Linked DNA regions of Sus scrofa: regions 1 and 2 are each linked to region 3. A link is a contact called in public promoter capture Hi-C data. All regions are on one chromosome and are shown on one strand. The core of a region is the stretch at or near the end of the contact, and the rest is flanking DNA. Distances in the headings are between cores, read along the strand shown. Region 1 holds the start of HIRIP3 (HIRA-interacting protein 3). Region 2 holds the start of PPP4C (serine/threonine-protein phosphatase 4 catalytic subunit). Region 3 holds the start of KIF22 (kinesin family member 22).

Region 1 (4,336 bases), core at 1,055-3,554, 180 kb before region 3:
AGAAACTGACAGAACACTGTGAAATCGACTATAATTTTAAAATGAAAAATAATAAAAAAATAAAAACTATCAGAGCACATGTCATAATCTTCACATTGTTTCATTAAATTCTGCTTTAAAAGTACCTAAGTATGTGGGGCTGGTCAGGATGTAAAATCTATTACTGACTGTAAACAAGGAGAACACAGCTTTATGTGCTTCAGCCCTTCCACTTTCAAACCACCTGCTACCTTCTTACCTCAGGGAATCTGCACTTGTGATTCCCTCCCCTGGAAAACCTCTCACTCGTCCCTGCACAAGACAGGTCTCTTCTTCTCACCTAGGTCCCAGGTCAAACAATCCTCGCTAAAAAGAGTCTTTCTTAAACCCTTTATTGATTTGCAGCCTGCCATGTGCTTGTGCGTGGTATGTATGCTAAGAATGGCTTTTCAGTTTTTCAAATGGTTGAGGAAAAAAAATCCAAGGAAAAATATTTCATGATGTGTGTGAACGTTATGAAATTCAAAGTTCAGTATTCATAAATAATGCTGTTTTGTCTTTTTAAGGCTGAACCTGCAGCATATGGAGGTTCCCTGGCTAGGGGTCGAATTGGAGCTGCAGCTGCCAGCCTACACCAGAGTCACAGCCACAGCCACGGAGGACCTGAGAGGAACTCCCATAAATAATGTTCTTAAAACAAAACCAGGAGTTCCATTGTGGCTCAGTGGAAATGAACCTGATTAGCATCCATGAGGACACAGGTTCCATCCCTGGCCTCACTCAGTGGGTTAAGTATCTGGCGTTGCCGTGAGCTGTGGTGTAGGCCGGCAACTGCAGCTTTTATTCAGCTGAGACGCTGAAACAAAAGGTATATGTTCTGCAAAGTCTACTTGGCTCTTTTCCCGCTCTCTTTCCCCTTTTTCGCCGCACCTGAAGCATATGGAGGCCACACCTGAGGATCTCAGGCCAGGGATCAAATCCAAGCTGCACCTTCGACCTACACCACTGCTTTAACTGCTGCAGTGACGCGGCCGGATCTTTAACCCACTGTGCCACAGCAGGAATGCCTACTTAGCTCTTTACAGAGAACGTTTATCAACCCCTGCTTTATTCCAATCACTACCATATCACCCTGATTTTATGCCTTTCGAATCTAAAACTCTAGTTTATTTCTTTGCTCTCTTATTACACCTAATTACAATACAAATTCCCAGAAGCTTTGTGCATCTCAGTCACCACTGCATTCCCTGTGCAGAGCACAGTGCCTGAAACGAAGTAGATATCCAGTAATACTTGAGTTAACAAACAGGGGAGGTGGAGGGCAAGCAACCAGGCTTAGGAACCACCAGAGGTGTACTGGCCTCCAGTCTAAAAGGAGGGCCCAGTGAGCTGGCTGGAGCGCCAGGAGCATGTCCTCCACCAATTTTCCATGACCCTGCTCACCAGAAGAGTCTTCATCCACGTTCTCGTACTGCAGAAGTCGGTCTAGGAGGAAACTGAGGAAAGAGGCGGGGGGAACAATGAGTGTTTATTCCCATCTCTGCAACGTTCTCTTGAGCCCCCGTCCCTTCGAACTGGCCCCGTCCTCACAACAGTCCCCAGGCAGGCATCATGCATTTGTGGCCCATTCCAGGGTGGGGGCCGAATGTAGATCTACTCTGGTCTCCCTCCTCCCCTCGGAGCCTGTCTCACCTCTTGTCCCGGGACACCTTCAACAATTTTCTCTGTGCCTTCCTCAGTTCCTCCTGGAAGCACTCGTGTTCCTGTATCAAGGGCAAGGTGGATGCTGAGCCACCTGCCATCCGTAAATGGGGCTCGGAAGCCGGCCACAGAGTACCCTGCTCCCTTTACACAGAACTAAACGGACGTCCTACCAGCGCCAGGCCTCACCCCCCTCCACCTTCCCACTCCACCCAGCACTCACGTAGATGAGGAATTTGAGCTTCCGCTTCAGGTTCCGGTATTTCTTCTTGTAGTCCACTTCGCCATCCGCCGGCCCGTTCATGACTGGGTCCGGGAGTGGCGCCCCAAACCTAGTCCGGGGTCCCGCTACCCGAAAGCCGCCTCGGCCCGGCCTCTTCCGCTTCCACTTCCGGAGACTCGGCTAGGCTGTGTTCGCTGGGACTACAACTCCCAGAGTCCACCGCGCCCAGAGATCTTGACCACAGGGGGTGGCTCCGAGGGACCACCGTGAAAGGAGCGTTGTTTCCAGGGGATACGCGGAAGATGGCGCCGCCGCGACGTGAAGACGTCACAGAGATGTCGGCTGCCGAAGGGCTTCCTTACTGACTTGGAATGTGCTTAGCGATTTGAAGCCACAAGACGAATTTCTCCCTGGAATTCCTAGTCTCTAGGTGGGGACGCCCTTTTCTTTCTGTCTTTCGAAAATCACAGAGGCCTAACTGCTGCCCGTGATCACGAACGGAGGCAGCGTCGCAGGTTGATTGCGTTACCCAAAGGTTGCGGGCTGCGAATCGGTTTCTAAGGAAAACTTTCGAAGCGCTTCGTTCTTAAAAAAAAAAAAAAAAAAAAGAGGAAGGAGCTGCGAGACACCCCCCCCCCAAACACACACACTGCCCGGGGAGAGCAAGTTTTGTCTGGTAAAGTTCTCGGTCTAAGCGGCCCGCAACGGACCTTCAACGGTCGCTAGCCTCACGGCTCTACGACTCTGCGCGTGCGCAAGCTCCTGTCAAACGCGTGGACGGAGGCCGGGAAGAAAAAAGGCGGGAGCCACCAGTATTCTGGGTGGAGCAAAATGGCGCGGGAGAATGAGATGCAGGAGTTCACCCGTAGCTTCTTCCGAGGCCGCCCGGACCTCAGGTGCACCGGAGGTTGGCGTTGGGGTTGGAAAGGGCAGGGGCGGGACGGGGACTCTGTCCTGACACGTGTTTCTGCAGCACGCTTACGCACTCCATCGTGCGGCAGAGGTTCTTGGCTCACGCCGGCCGCGACCACCTGGAACCTGAGGAGAAGCAGGCGCTGAAGAGGCTAGTGGAGGAGGAGCTGCTGAAGATGCAGGTGAGGGCGCCAGCCGGGGTCACCAGAGGCGGGGGTTGTGGAGGCGGCGGCGGAGGAGCCTGAGGGGGGCGGGGCCGAAAACAACCTTGGTTCATGTTTTGCCCTCTTGATGCTCCACACAGGTGGATGAAACGGGTGCCAAGGAAGAGAGGCTCGACCTTGCCAAGAAGGCGAAGAGGTCTCCCACCCTCTGCCATGACCGAGAGAGGAAAAGGTTCCGTTTCAATTCAGAGTCAGGTTAGTGCTTTCTACATAGGTGGTCCATTCAAAACGTATTTACTTGTTGCGCGTGAGCTATGCCCCAAGGCCTTAGATGAGGGCGCTGGATGGGTGCGTCAGGCACTAGGAAAAGGGTAGACTGAGCGCTGTCTCCTACTGCCCTTCCGTCTGTCAGAGCAGGATTAGAGGCAGTTTATCCCAAGTGGAGGAAGAAAGTGACAGGAGAAACCTCTCCCAACCTTCTCTTCTCTCCACATTCCAGAGCCCAGCTCTGCAGCCTCCAGCCCAGACTGCTTCAGCCCCCCAGCAAAGAATGAGACGGCAGAAGTCAGTCCCGCTGAGGATGAAAGGCCAAAGCGTGCCTCGAAGAATGCAGTTGAGGAGAGCAGTGATGAGGAAGAACAGCAGAGAGACCTGACTGCAACGATCAGATTAGCAAACGAGGTGGTGAAGGAGAGCAGTGAGGAGGAGGAAGAGGGCTCTGCCAGGAGGAGGAAGATCTGGAAAGGAGAGAGCAGTGAGGGAGAGGAGGAGGGAAAGGAAGAGAAAGAGAACAAAGATGAGGAAGACGAAAAGGCACCCAAGGGCAGGACTAGGAAGAAGCCCGGGGCAAAGAACAAGCAGGCCTCAGGCAGGGCCTCAGCCAGCCGGAAGCTGGCCAGGGAGGCGAGTGAGGACAGTGAGGATGAACCTGCCGAGAGGATAGGAAAGAAGGTGGGAGGAAAGGAAGGAGCTAGAAGCCACCAGGAAAGTGAAAAGCAGAGTGAGGAGGAGACCCTAGCCAAGCAGAAAGAGAACAGAGAGGAGTGGAAACTCAGAGCCCAGAGCAACGGAGGGAAAAGGTCAGCTCGGGAGGAGCAAAGCTGTAAGCAGAAAAGCAGGGCAGAAGACTGCTGGGAGACCAGGAACAGAAGGAAAAAGCAGCCACAGGCAGTGGGGATACCAGTGATGAAGATGAAAAGCCCCTAGCGCAGAGCAGGGACAGGACCGAGCAGAAGGGTGGGGAAAGGCAGAGTGGCAGCAGTGAGGCGGAGGAGGAGGACGACAGCTGGAGAAAGGTGACACCAACTACTGGTAAGACAGCCACGGTGGGCAGTATCAATGGTGAGGCAAGTGACTC
Region 2 (4,061 bases), core at 1,358-3,857, 240 kb before region 3:
CTAGTATCCATGATGATTCGGGTTCGATCCCTGGCCTCGCTCAGTGGGTTAAGGATCCGGTGTTGCCATGAACTGTGGTGTAGGTTGCAGATGCGGCTCGGATCCCCAGTTGCTGTGGCTGTGATGTAGGCCGGCAGCTGTAGCTCTGATTGGACCCCTAGCCTGGGAACCTCCATATGCCATGGGTACGGACCTAAAAAAACAACGACAAAAAAAACCCAAACAAACAAACAGAGAGAGATTGAGGGATGACTAAAAACATCTTGGGGCTGGTCTGGTCAAGGAAATATTTTTGAGCTGGCAAAACATGAAGAGCCACAGAACAGCGTTTAAAAGGGAGCCTTGCCTGTTCACCAAACCCATGCAGGCCCTGTGTGGCTGTGACAGGTCTGTGTGGGGCAAAGCCAAGCAAAGAGCCCAACGGCCAGCCAGCTCTGCCACCTTCTTGCGGGGAAGCCTTGGTCAAGTCCCCAGGCTTCAAGACGTCACAGCTTCCTGCTCTGTAAAATGGGGCAAATATTTCCAACCTCACAGCATTGCTGTGGGAAGGAAGTGGATATAAAGTTCTTTCAGGTGCTAACAGTGGCCTATTGGTCACAAATGTGGGGGTAATTCTGCTGGCTCTGTTTCTGCAATTCTCCAGCGTGGTGGAAACCACAAATAGTTCCTCAGGAGGCAGGTAATGGGTCTTGTCGTCTTGTCACCACTGCCCACACAACCCAGAGCTCCACTTTTTTTTTTTTTTTTTTTTTTGGCCATGCCTTTGGCAGGTAGAAGTTTCTGGGTCAGGGATTGAACCAGTGCCACAGCTGTAACCTGAGCTGCAGCAGTGACAATGCTGGATCCCGCTGAGCCCCCAGGGAACACCTTCCACTCCTATTCTCAGCCTGCTTGGAATGCCCTTCCTACTAGGCCTGCCCACTCAGCTGCCCAAATTATCCATCTTTCCAGGCCAACTTCTCTTTCAAGCCTTCACTAAGGACTTCAGTCCACATCAGCACTGCCCTCTTCCTACAAAGGAAGAACAGTAACACCCAACAAACATCGAGCACTTACAGTTTACCAAAGCCTATGCTAAGCGCATCCCTTACTCTTCACAGCCACCTCATTAAGTTCTAGAATCCCCACTTTAAATAGGAAGAACCCGAGTCTCACAGACCTCAAGATCACCAACACAGCTAGGAAGTGGCAGAGCTGATTCCAACCTAGAGCCACATTCCAAAGCCTGGCTCTTAACCACTACATCATCCTACTTCCCACAGAACTCTAAGCTAGGCTTCCCTTCAGATCTTGCTTAATTCTACTCTGGCTTATCTGCTTCTATTTCATAGGCTCCCACAAGGAGTATGAGTGTGATCCAACTCCACTTTCTTGCATGATGGCCTGAAAATGGACAGGACATGGAGAACTCGCTTCAGGCTTTACCCCTTACTCCTGAATGTAAGCATCCTCACCTGTGAGATGAAGACAATTCCACACACCTTTTTGGGTTGTTACTGGGATTAAAACAATACTGTAGGAGTTCCCGTTGTGGCACAGCGGAAACAAATTCGACTAGGAGCCAAGATGTTGTGGGTTTGATCCCTGGACTCACTCAGTGGGTTAAGGATCCCTCATTGCTATTGCTGTGGCTGGTGGCGTAGGCCAGCAGCTGAAGCTCTGATTCAGCCCCTAGCCTGGGAACCTCTAAGTGCCACAGGTGCGGCCCTAAAAAGCCAAAAAAAAAAAAAGAATACTGTAAACCAAATCTTCTTGCTGACATTCCCTTTTATCATCTTATTCTTCAAGGCCTAACCCAAAGTTCAGTTCCTCCAAGAAACGTTCTCTGTTCCCCCCCAGACAGACAAGGTTGTTTCCCTAAGCTTCCTAAGTACTTTCTGTAATTCCAACTCCACTGAAAACACATCATCTAATACTTCAGATATTTGAATCCAGGTCTGTCTTCCCCCAACAGGCCCGGCTGCTCCTCGAGGGAAGTGGCCCTATTCGCTCCTCTCTGGGAAAGCTTCCAGGATGAGCCAGGCCCAAAGTTCTCAGCTGGATTTGCCCCAAGCTTCCGGCCTCTGATCAGTGGCTGAAGCCTCTCTTCCCGGGCTCACCTGGCCTTTGCGCACAGGGCCTTGACTTCGCTCTCCTTGATGAGCTCGCAGCGCCGCAGCTGCTCGATCTGCCGGTCCAGATCGCTGATCTCCGCCATGGCCCACCCGCCCCGGAGCGGGTCAGAGCCGGGGCCGTAGCCCCCTCCGCACCGCACAGGGGTCTCCTGGGAAAGGCCAAGGAGAAGCCGCGGATCAGTGTCCTTAAGGGGCGCCGGGTCGGGGGGGGCAACTCGGTTCTGGAGCTGGCCCGGCCCCCCCAACTCCCGCCTCCCCTCACATAGGCCCCGGGGCCCCCAGCGTCCCACAGCCCGGGCCGCCCTCCGCTAACTCCCGTCGAACCCTGAGGTCCCGCGCCAGGGACGGTGGCCTAGAAGGGTCTCCGACTATTACCGACGCAGCGACTCCGGCTCCGGTTTTCGTGCTCCCTGTCTTCCTCTTTCCCTCCGCTTTGGGCCGCCGCCACCTCCGCTTCTACTTCCGGCCCCGCCGCGGAAGCAGAGGAACACCAGTTCCGCCGCGCGCCGGATGTGGCGTCATACACACGCCCCCCTCCCAAGCCGCGCCCTTACCCCACCCCCTCAAGCCTAGGAATGCAAATGAGCCGGAAGAACCGGATGTCTGCAATGTGCGAGCGGAAGTGATTGTGGGCTGAGCGGATTGGCGCTGTGAGGGCGGTGACGGACTCCACATCCGCTCCACATTACCGTGTCAGTGAAGGAAACTGGAACTGAGTCGGCGTTCCGCGTTGTAACTTCAGCGTACACGTTTCTGTTTACCTGTTTTAGTCGGCCTCCCCCATTACAGTCCCTGAGAGATGGAATTTTGTCCTGTTCACACTTGCAGCCCCAGTTCTCACTTAGAACATGGCCTGGCACAGTTGGCATACAGAACTCTTTGTTGGATGGGCGAAAGACTCCCAGTCCAAATCTCTTTCCAAGGCCCAAGAGACATCTCTCCGATGGAGGACCTCTGAAGTTAGAGTCAGAAAGGAGTCCACCTTCCCCACAACAAGCTTATACCTCAGTCAACCTGACTTCCCTGGTTCCAGAAAGGTCTCTTTGACACCCCTCACCCCTGCTCTTGTCTGCAGTTTTATTCCTTTAAAAAGAAGGAGGAAACTGGTGTTCCGGTTGTGGCTCAGGGGTACGGAACCCGACTAGTATGCATGAGGTGAAGGGTTCCATCCCTGGCCTCGCTCAGTGGGTTAAGGATCTCTCTTGCTGTGAGCTGTGATGCAGGTTGCTAGATTGCAGACGCAGCTCAGATCTTGTGTGGCTGTGGCTGTGGCAGGCAGATTCAGTCCCTAGCCTAGGAACTTCCATATGCTGTGGGTGCAGCCCTCAAAAAAACAACAACAAAAAAAGGAAACTGGCTAAAAGAGATTAACTTCCACAGTTACATAGCTAATAATTCTGGGCTTGGGTCAAGGTTGATGTTTTAACCTAGGAAAGCTGTGTCCTCAAGGTCTGGTCTCTTCTGTCACACTTTCTGATGCTCACTTTGTCATTATAAACTTTATAAAACACTCCAAACTGACATTTAAAGTCCTCTGCTTCTTTAGTCTCTTGCTGCAGGCAGAGGAAGCGATTTGTCTTGAAACAAACCTCTTGGTGTCAGAGCCCTTTTGGAATGTCTTTTATTGTCTTCTATGGGCCCTCTCTTTTTCTTTTCTTTTTTTTCCTAGTCTTTTTGCCTTTTTTAGGGCCGCTCCTGTGGCATATGGAGATTCCCAGGCTAGGCGTCTAACTGGAGCTGTAGCCACCGGCCACGCCAGAACCACAGCAATGCAGGATCGGAGCTGCGTCTGCGACCTACACCACAGCTCATGGCAACGCCGGATCCTCAACCCACTGAGCAAGGCCAGGGATGGAACCCACAACCCCATGGTTCCCAGTCGGATTCTTTAACCACTGTGCCATAATGGAACTCCTAGAGCCTCTATTTCTGTTTGCTTCAGACTTT
Region 3 (4,135 bases), core at 15-2,514:
GACTCAGCCATTAAAAAGAATGAAATACCGGCATTTTTAGCAACATAGATGGACCTAGAAACTATCATGCTAAGTGAAGTCAGCCATACAATGAGACACCAACATCAAATGCTTTCACTGACATGTGGAATCTGAAAAAAGGACAGACTGAACTTCTTTGCAGAACAGATGCTGACGCACAGACATTGAAAAACGTATGGTCTCTGGAGGAGACAGTTTGGGGGGTGGGGGGATGTGCTTGGGCTGTGGGATGGAAATCCTGTGAAATCAGATTGTTATGATCATTATACAACTACAGATGTGATAAATTCATTTGAGTAATAAAAAAAAAGTAAAAAAAAAACCAAAAACACAAGGCAGTAACAGACCCACCTCACCGCATTGAGGAGATTAAATAATTCATCAGCATAAAGTGTTTCCAGCTGTGCCTGGCACCAAGCAAGGCTGCAACATGTGTTTGACATTCTACTAAATAGGTTTGTTTCTCCACGGGGCCTGACAAACAGTAAGAGACTCAAATATCCGTGGTACCCGCTATAATCACTAACCAGAATTCAGTCTACAAGAAGAGAGCAGAGAGCAAGATTCTGAATGTCCTAAAAGCCTTCCCAACCCTAAAAAGAGTACTGACTTCCACGGCTGGAGGGAAAGGAAACAACCCCTTCTTTCCCTTTTCGGTGATCTCAGCACATCTTATGCCAACAATTCACACCCAGCTGCAGCCTGTCTGAAACTCTTGCCTCTCTGAGGGATCTCCCCGCACCCAAACAACATGTCACACACGGGCTCTTTCCCCAAAGACGCATCCAGCTCCCTTTCTTTTGTCCTTACAGTTGGAGTAGTAGCTATTTTTCGCTCGCTTACTCATGTAATCTTCTCAGATGGGTCACTGTCCCCACTTCACAGACAAAACTAAAGCTCCCTGAGGAAAAAGGCGCTAGGCTCAAAAGTGCACCGGAACTGGGTCTCAACCCCGGTCTATTGATCCGCGCCGAGAGCAGGAAACAGTGAGAAGGCACCAGCCTGAGACTTCCACACTCCCACTTTCCCCTCCCCGCTGCCGCGCCATTCCGGCGTCTCCCGGACTACTCGCGGGGCCCGGACCCGACTGGGACGCGTCGCCCCACAAAGCTCCAGACTCTGGCACCCCGCCCTGCCCAGGCTCGAGTACCCGAGGTCGCCGCCGCCATCTCGCGTCGCCTCCGCGCCGGGAGCCCCGCGTCCATTCCACTCCCTCCTTGGGCCCGCCTCTCTGTTCGAATTTCTCACTGCCCCGCCCCCTCTCCTGGGCTCCACCAATCACGGCTACTTGCCGCCGGAAGCCCCTTCTAGTGCCTCGCCGCTATCCCGCCCTCTAGGGCTCGCCTCCGGGTTCTGCAAGAAAGTTTCCCTGGGCCGAGAACGCATGCGCGCGCATCCGCTCCCCGGCCGTTGACGTCGGGCAGGCCCTCCCGCGCAAACTCCGCTGCCGCCGGAGGCGTTTGCGACAGTGGCCGTCGGGGGTGCTGGTGAGCGTCGCCAGCCCCCGGCTCTTTTTACCTTCTGGGTTTCGAGGCGTAGATTTATCTTAGGTGTAGACATTTCGCCTCGGTTTTTTTGTTTTTTGTTTTTTGTTTTTTTCCCCTCTCAAACTGCGACTTTTGGTACGAAATCAAGCAGACGGTGTTCCGAGATAGTTAATCGATTTATCCGAAAATTTCTCTGAACTAAATACAGTTTTCGCTGTTTTCGTGGCAGAATATGGCACACTATAGGGATAAGAAAGATGCATGGGCATGGGATTATTCTAAACGACTGGTAGTGATCTTCAGTTTTACACTTTCTTGCCTCAGAATTTGATTCTCGAGCTTGGTGGGAGGGGATCCTTTTGTGGCTTTCCGGACTTGACCTCGGGGGGCCAGTCAACGGTGCTTTAACGTCTGGTCACTTATTTAGATCAGGACCCTGCTGGCTGGGTTGTGGACAGTTAGGTCCTGCTGATTCCAAAGCCACTATATGAGGTGCAGAGGCCAGGTGACATGTGTGTCCCTTTATGTCACATGCCTGAGCTGAGGATCCCAGCTGGGATGTCCCTTCCTTTGTAACAGAGCTCTAGGCGGCGGAGTGGGCGTGAAAGTCATGCTCAATCTGTTAGTCAACTTCGCCCATGTCCTACGAGTTCAGTCATCTGTAAAATAGTTCCCTATCCCTTCTGGAGCTTAACCAGGCGTGACCATCCCATCTTTGAGCTCCTGGTAAGGCCCTGGTTTAGACATTATGTCAAACTATAATAAACTAAACAAAACAAATATTGGACCACTGGTTCTAATATTTTGGGGAGGGCCTTGAAATCCCTTTACATTCTTAAAAATTGAGACCCCAAATATCTTCTGATTTTTATCAATCCACATTTACTGTGTTAGAAATAAATACAAGTTGAAAATATTTATTAATGCATTGCTCTGGTCACAGCAGTAACAATGTGGGATCCTTAACCCACTGTGGCACAAAGGAAGTCCAGAATTCAGATTTCTAGGTGTGACAGGCTTTAGAGAGCATTTGACCAAATTAAGCTTATTTTACAAAGGGGTAATTGAGGAGTTCTTGTGGCGCAGTGGTTAGCGAATCCAACTAGGAACCATGAGGTTGCCGGTTCGGTCCCTGGCCTTGCTCAGTGGGTTAAGGATCCAGCGTTGCCGTGAGCTGTGGTGTAGGTTGCAGACTCAGCTCGGATCCCATGTTGCTGTGGCTCTGGCGTAGGCTGGCGGCTAGAGTGCCGATTCGACCCCTAGCCTGGGAACCTCCATATGCCGTGGGAGCGGCAAAGGCAAAAAAAAAAAGGGGGGGGTGGGATAATTGAAATCTAAAGAGGTTAAGAGATTTGGCTGAGGTCATATACCTGAGCAGAGCTAGAACTTCAGTTTCCTAAGTCCCTGTGCAGTACACTGTCAACTCATTCTGACCTTTGACAGTGAGGTTCCCACTATTACTCAGTAATCCATTTACCTGACTGGTCAGCAAACTCCTTTACTCCCTGTCATTATCCAGAATCCCCACCTCAGCCCTCTTAGGTTTAATCAGGTGCAACAGGTAGTTCATGTGTCTCTTGGGCTAAACTATAGTATAGTATTTCATTAAACTGATCTAGGTATTGCTGTGAAGATATTTTGTAGACCTGGTGACTGTCTACAGGCCTTTGACTTTAAATAAGTGACATTATCCTGGATATTCCTTATCTAGTCAATTACAAGTCTTGAGAGCAAAACTGATACTGCATGGTATCATTTATAGGTGGAATCTAAAATAATAAAGTCTGACTTCCCTTGTGGCTCAGCAGGTTATCACTGTTGTCACTGCTGTGGCTCTGGTTACAGCTGTGGCTCTGGTTCGATCCCAGGCACAGAAACTTATGCATGCCATGGGCCCAGCCAAAACAAAACAGAAGTCAAACTGTACTAAGAGTATAGATTTTTATAACCTAATAAATTAATCTTGGTGGGGGGAGGTGCCAAACTGAGGTTTCCCTGAGGAAGAAGAAATTTCATCTGTAGACTGTAGCATCTCTTCCTGCCCAGAAGTTTCCAGATTGCTGGGCTTCCATACAGATTTCAGATTTGCCTAGCCAGGCTCCACAGCTGCATAAGCCAATTCTTTACAACAAATTTTCTTTTATATATATGTCCAGTCGCCCCAGCCAACCCCCTGTGTTCATGGCAACCCATGATGGAAATCTCCACCCTCCTTGGAATGCCTTTTTTTTTTTTTTTTTTTTGGTCTTTTTGCTATTTCTTGGGCTGCTCCTGCGGCATATGGAGATTCCCAGGCTAGGGGTCTAATCGGAGCCGTAGCCACCAGCCTACACCAGAGCCACAGCAATGCATGATCCGAGCCGCGTCTGCAACCTGCACCACAGCTCACGGCAATACCGGATCCTTAACCCACTGAGCAAAGCCAGGGATCGAACCCGCAACCTCATGGTTCCTAGTCGGATTCGTTAACCACTGCGCCAAGACGGGAACTCCCGAATGCCTTTTTTAAGGATGGGGCTGGCAGAGTAGAAGCTGTTGAGGAGATGGTGACTTCCTAAGGAAAGAACCTCGGTTCTCAAAGAGCTGAGCAAGGACCCCAGCGCTTGTGGGTAAAGGTGGGAAAGCCG

Evidence for each region. Promoter capture Hi-C pulls out the DNA fragments that hold promoters and counts their contacts.
Region 1: a promoter capture Hi-C map of fetal skeletal muscle shows a contact between it and region 3, with 5 times the contacts expected there. The contact joins the promoter of HIRIP3 here to the promoter of KIF22 in region 3. A contact is called at or near these places in 1 of 5 promoter capture datasets (fetal skeletal muscle) and 2 of 2 datasets of contacts at active chromatin or transcription factors (alveolar macrophages and skeletal muscle).
Region 2: a contact with region 3 is called in a promoter capture Hi-C map of fetal liver, with 2.4 times the contacts expected there. The contact joins the promoter of PPP4C here to the promoter of KIF22 in region 3. A contact is called at or near these places in 2 of 5 promoter capture datasets (fetal liver and liver) and 1 of 2 datasets of contacts at active chromatin or transcription factors (alveolar macrophages).

The regions. Positions count from the first base shown.
Region 1 is chr3:18,199,875-18,204,210 of Sscrofa11.1, reverse strand. HIRIP3 (HIRA-interacting protein 3) reads left to right here and starts at 2,304. Exons shown (of 8, transcript XM_021087988.1): 1 at 2,304-2,799; 2 at 2,877-2,997; 3 at 3,120-3,234; 4 at 3,479-4,099; 5 at 4,102-4,336. The coding sequence starts at 2,735. INO80E (INO80 complex subunit E) reads right to left here and starts at 2,119. Exons shown (of 6, transcript XM_021088007.1): 1 at 1,904-2,119; 2 at 1,672-1,742; 3 at 1,423-1,475. The coding sequence starts at 1,984.
Region 2 is chr3:18,261,363-18,265,423 of Sscrofa11.1, reverse strand. It overlaps PPP4C (serine/threonine-protein phosphatase 4 catalytic subunit), which reads right to left and starts at 2,607. Exons shown (of 9, transcript XM_021088021.1): 1 at 2,490-2,607; 2 at 2,100-2,263. The coding sequence starts at 2,197.
Region 3 is chr3:18,020,233-18,024,367 of Sscrofa11.1, reverse strand. It overlaps KIF22 (kinesin family member 22), which reads right to left and starts at 1,264. Exons shown (of 14, transcript NM_001243019.1): 1 at 1,172-1,264. The coding sequence starts at 1,226.